Regions from separate parts of the Zea mays genome. Here region 2 is linked to region 1. Evidence: chromatin contacts called from public Hi-C data. All regions are on one chromosome and are shown on one strand. The core of a region is the stretch at or near the end of the contact, and the rest is flanking DNA. Distances in the headings are between cores, read along the strand shown. Region 1 holds the start of LOC103654224. Region 2 holds the start of LOC100283173 (RHC1A).

Evidence for each region. A called contact is a pair of places that touch in the nucleus more often than the background predicts.
Region 2: a Hi-C map of ear shows a contact between it and region 1, with 2.8 times the contacts expected there. The contact joins the promoter of LOC100283173 here to the promoter of LOC103654224 in region 1. A contact is called at or near these places in 6 of 25 Hi-C or Micro-C datasets (bundle sheath, ear, leaf and 3 more).

Annotation. Positions count from the first base shown.
Region 1 is chr4:183,249,473-183,252,172 of Zm-B73-REFERENCE-NAM-5.0, reverse strand. LOC103654224 reads left to right here and starts at 1,333. Exons shown (of 19, transcript XM_020552746.2): 1 at 1,333-2,700. The coding sequence starts at 1,603.
Region 2 is chr4:183,449,708-183,452,407 of Zm-B73-REFERENCE-NAM-5.0, reverse strand. LOC100283173 (RHC1A) reads left to right here and starts at 1,380. Exons shown (of 2, transcript NM_001156075.2): 1 at 1,380-2,487; 2 at 2,568-2,700. The coding sequence starts at 1,458. The coding sequence ends at 2,605.

The sequences.
Region 1 (2,700 bases), core at 84-2,583:
GGGGAGGAGAGGAGGGAGGGGGGAGGGAGAAACCTCACCGGAGAGGGAGGCCGGCGCGGCGGCGGCGTGGGGGCAGGACGGGGGCGACGACGACTAGGGTTAGGGTGAGAGAGAGAGAGAGGGGGGATGACGAGCGGGGCCCGCGGGGAGGGGATTTTTGGAAAAAAGAAAAGGGGAGGGGGCGGTTGGGCCGGTTGGGGGTGGGGGGGCGCGGCTGGGCCGCCAGGCGGCCCACGGTGGGAAGGAAAGGGGGAGGGGCGGCTGGGCCACCGCGAGGCCCACGCGGGGGGAAGGGGGGGGGGGGGCGGTTGGGCCGAAAATGGGGAAGGAGGGGGAAGAGGAGAAGGAAAAGGTTTTCTTTTTCTAAAATCTATTTTCCTCTAGATGAATGCATTCACATTTTTAAACAATCAAAAGGTATGCATGGTTCGGCATGGTGCATCACACAAAATAAAATATTTTAGGGTTTTGCTTTACATGGGACCTCAAGCCGAATCCTGCTATACTTTGGAAAAGATCAAAGTTTAGCGAGGGGAAAAGGGAAAAGGAAAGGGTAACGCCTGAATTTGGTGAGGGAAAAGAAGAAAAAAAATTCTACCCCTAAATTCAGGGCGTTACAATATGCCATCCCTGCAAACATACAACAGAGATTTATCGATATCGCTAAAAAAGTAGCTGATTAGTGTACAGTTGTCGACACATTTGTCTGTAATTAAAAATTCTAAATTAACTTTTTAGAAATAATTTGTGTGATATTGTTAATGTTTTTCACACATATTTTGCATATTATAGTGATGCTTGTCGTTCCGTATCAATGTTTCATACAAATCTTTTACTTCTGTCGCAACGCACAGACACATATCTATAACAATATAACACATATGTACATAAGTTTTCATGTTATTATACGGTTCCGTTGCAACGCACGGGCACTCACCTAGTGCTAAAAAATGTTTGGACTCAAGAAGTGGATACATGATTACAACCATGATATGTGTGAAATGATCTTACACAGTATCCGACAAAATTTCTGTTATCGACAATATCCATGTTCGACTAGTTCCGTATTCGAGACACGACTATCCATATTTGAATTTGTTTGAATTCGAAAACATTCGTATTCTTATACAAATCTATCCGTATTCAAATTCGAAACCGAATAAAAATATAGAAACAAATATGGTTTGAGTGCATACACCGTCCCTCCGCCCACTGCATCCGAGAGGCAGCCGGATCTTCTACTGGCCAGTTACTGACGTGCGGGTCCGATTAGCGCCTGGCCCCACACGGCAGTGGTCGGAAGTTAACGCAGAGTAGCTGCTTCCATCCGACAGACCGACCGAGACCCACACCCACGCTCCGCCCACTGCATCCGACTATCCGAGAGACCGACACCCACACCCACGCGAAAAACTCGGGCCGGGAAAAATTCGCCAGGAAAGAGAACGCTCGGAAGGGAAACACAAGCTCGGGCTCGAGACGAAACCCTAACCCTAGCTCGGCCCGTCTCTCCGCCGTCCCTTATCGCCGGAGGTCTCCCCCTGCGACGCAGCCTCCGCGGGGGGCTCCGGCGGCGATGTGCCCCTCCCTGTTGAGGGCGTAATGAACGGGGAAATGGCCCGCGCTGAGGCCTTGCCCCAGGAGGAGGCCCCTGGGTTCGGTGTCGACCTGTATGCGCAGGCCACCAAGGCTGTGTCCCTGCGGACGCCGTTCGAGGGCGACGAGGCGGCGCCCAGGGTTCCCACGCTGCCGGCGCGGCTCGTCAGCTGGGCAGGGCCGGGGGACGCCCGGAAGAAGCACAAGAAGATTCTGCCTCCCCCTCCGGACGATGCTGCTCCGGAGCCTCCACCACAGTCACCTGTAGCCACCCCTGCGAAGGTTGGCTTGTGGGACCAGTTTGAGGCTTATTTCCGTCCTGTAACACTGGCTGATATCGAAATGTTAAGACCAAAGCTCCCATTCGGCTACAGCAATGTCGACTCATGTATGCTAATACCATTTCTGGGGAGTGGCAAGGAATTAATAAACCAAGCTGAGACATATGACGTGGCTGTGGCTGAAACAACCTCGTATTTGGGTGTTGGTGGCGAAGAAGTGGTCAGCAACCGGGAGCGCGGAGTGCAAAGTGTGCATCTGGCTAGTCAGAAAGAGAGGAATGATCAAAGCGATGAACATGACATACATGATGTGGTTGTGCAACAGATGGTCAGTGACAAAGAGCTTAATATGCACAGAGGGGAACATGGCATACACGAAGTTTCTGTTCAGTTGGGAGGGAGATCATTTGGAGTGGATCAAGCTGGGAGCAGCAGTGGCGTTGTGCTAGCACAATGTCCCAAGGAGGAAGGAACTTCACTTAATTGGTTGCTAGGAGCAACAGGCCGGTTTGTTCTCACTTCAGAGCGGCCCAACAAGAAGAGAAAGCTTCTGGGTGTCGATGCTGGGTTAGAGCAGCTTGTTCTGCTTCCACGCGTAGGGGCTGAGGCATCTTCAAGCTGTGATGTTTGTTGTCTTGGAGAAAGTTCCATGGAGTCCAATAGGATAGTTAACTGCAGCAACTGCAAGGTGTCAGTGCACCAGAAGTGTTATGGTTTGCATGCTGTGCCTGATGGGCAATGGTTGTGTGCTTGGTGTACATATCTAGAGTCTACAGGGTGGTCATTGAAGGAAGATGCTGGCGGCACCCCGTCGATGCCTTGT
Region 2 (2,700 bases), core at 131-2,630, 200 kb before region 1:
GATAGATCTATCTGTTTTAATTTTTCAGTCATGCTATTTATGTTTCTATCTGTTTACTTTCATTTGTTCAGTCAGTATACATGTTTATCGTATTTATATGATTTATATAATTCACATGCTCTATGTTCTCTTGATTCATACTGGTATGGATCAATTTGAGATCACAATTTCTATGGTTAATTATTTGTTATATGTCATCATCATAATGTTGATTTATGGAATTAAAATAATACGAAAAATGCCTATAATTCTAACACCTATTTCATAATTTTTTGTCAAAAAACTATAGGGCAACATCCCAAGTGACTCAAATATACTACACCATAGTGGGTTGCCCTATAATCTAGATTTGGGGTTTTACTGTTGGAGCGAGGTGTTTTGTTGGTAACCTAAATTCTATAAAATATACTTATTTTCAAATTATATGGCATTTTTATAGGTCATATTGTTGGAGATGCTCTAAGGGAAAAAAGGTTAATTGCAACTTCGCACAAGGCAGAAGAGACACACATCAAGCGTTGCTTTCGGAGGCGTGCGGGTTGCAGCAAAGAGACCGTATCTTGTGCGCAAGGAGCGCTGGTGCTCCCATGAGCAAAATCAATCCAGACCACACCTTCCACATCCAACGGTGCTGCATCAGGGGGTTTTATAAAATGTTCTTTGCAACTCTGTACATTTTACAAAAACCTCCCTAACACAGCACCGTTGGATGTGGAGGGTGTGATCTGGATTGATTTTGCTCATGGGAGCAGCAGGGCTCCTTGCTCATAAGATACGGTGTCTGCAGCAAAGCCCTAACTTGCTTACTCCTTCGGTTGTACCAATTATTATTTATGACAACGACACCGTTTCTAAAATATAACTTTAGTTAATATATTTTTAATATGAATAAATTATTAATACATTTATAATTTTAGAATTACTTTTAAGACAAATTGGTATAGTATATATAAATACTAGGTTTTAAAACTAAATAACAAATAGTTATTTATAGTTAAAATTTTATAAATTTAATTTAAACTTTGTCTAAAACGAATACTGGAGGGGTACCTGAGGAGTCCATAAACCCAAAAAAAATCACCGAAAATGCTAGGTCGTAAAACTCCTGCTCGGGCCAGGCCCATCGCTTGTTCTTGGTTCTTCGTGCCTTTCCCTCCAAGAATTGAACCCACAGCAGCCCCCGTCCGCCGTTACTTCCTGCTTCGCGCCACTTACCCGCCTGGCCGGCTGGCCGACTCCACCACCTCCTGCCCGGCAAGCAACACGCGCTTTGGCGCCACGCACAAGTCACCGTCGCCGAACACAGCACGCCCCCTGCAAACTCACCTCATCTCACACCTCGCCGCAGAATCGCTTTCTTCCTCCCGCAAAGCCATCCTTTCCCACCCGTGCGTCAATTTCCGCGTCCCAAACGATCAAACCCTCATTTGCTTTAAAACCAGCGTCGTCTCAATCTCATGCAAAATTCCGAAGGCGGTCTTCCGAGAGCAACAGCTGCTCAGGCAGGCAGGCAGGCAGGCACCAACAGCCAACCCGACGCAAGGAACCAATTAACCACCGTCCCGCTGATGTCGTCGGCGACGCCAGCGCCCGCGCGCCACCGGACGTGCCGCACGTACTGGTGCTACCAGTGCGGCCGCGCGCTCCGCATCATCTCCTGCCCGTCCACCGACGTCTTCTGCCCGCGCTGCTTCGGCCGCTTCCTCCACGAGGTCGACCCGCCGACGGCGCGCCACGGGTTCCCGCCGGCGCACTTCCTTCCGCACCCGTTCCACCCGCAGCACCAGTACGCCGGCCGCCCGCGCCGCTGGGTCATATACGGCGAGGAGCCGACGACGGTACCAGGCCGTGCGTTCCGCCAGCCTGCGCCGGCACAGGGACCTGCCACGCCTCCTGCTCCTGCACCGGCGCTGGTTCGACGACGGCGCGTGCCTTCCCCGCCGCCGGCGCCGGTGCCGCGGCGGCCGTCCACGCCCCCGGCCATCGACCCCGGGGACTACTTCATGGGGCCGAACCTGAACAGCCTCATCGAGGAGCTCACGCAGAACGACAGGCCGGGGCCGGCGCCGGCGCCACCGTCGGCAATCGACTCGCTCCCGACGGTGCGGGTCGCCGGGGCGCACCTGTCGGACGGCTCGCAGTGCCCCGTGTGCAAGGAGGACTTCGAGCTCGGGGAGGCCGCGCGGCAGCTGCCGTGCAAGCACGTCTACCACTCCGATTGCATCGTGCCGTGGCTCCGCCTGCACAACTCCTGCCCGGTCTGCCGATACCAGCTACCTAGAGCCGGGTCCAACGGCAGCAGTCAGGCCGCACCTCGCGGCGGAAGCAACGGCAGCAACAACAGGAACAGGGAGATGGAGAGAGAGCCCCTGACGATGGTGCAATGGGGGCCATTCTCCTGGCCGTTTCCACCGCGCGGGATGGACGACCCCGGCGACGCGTGGGAGCACGGGCAGCGCGGCAGGCACGACGCGGCGGACGCCGGCGGTAATGACATGACGGCCCTCCAGTCCTTTGTTCTTGTGGCAACCTGCGTTTTCTTTTCTCATCTCTCATATTTCTTTCAGCATTCTACGCTTGGTGGCGCTCTCTGTTTTTCATATAGATGTTCTCGTGGAGTCTTTATCGCATCCAAAGATGTATGCCTCCTACCCTTAAGTGATCCGCATCCAAAGATGTACGCCTCCTCCAGATTCAGAA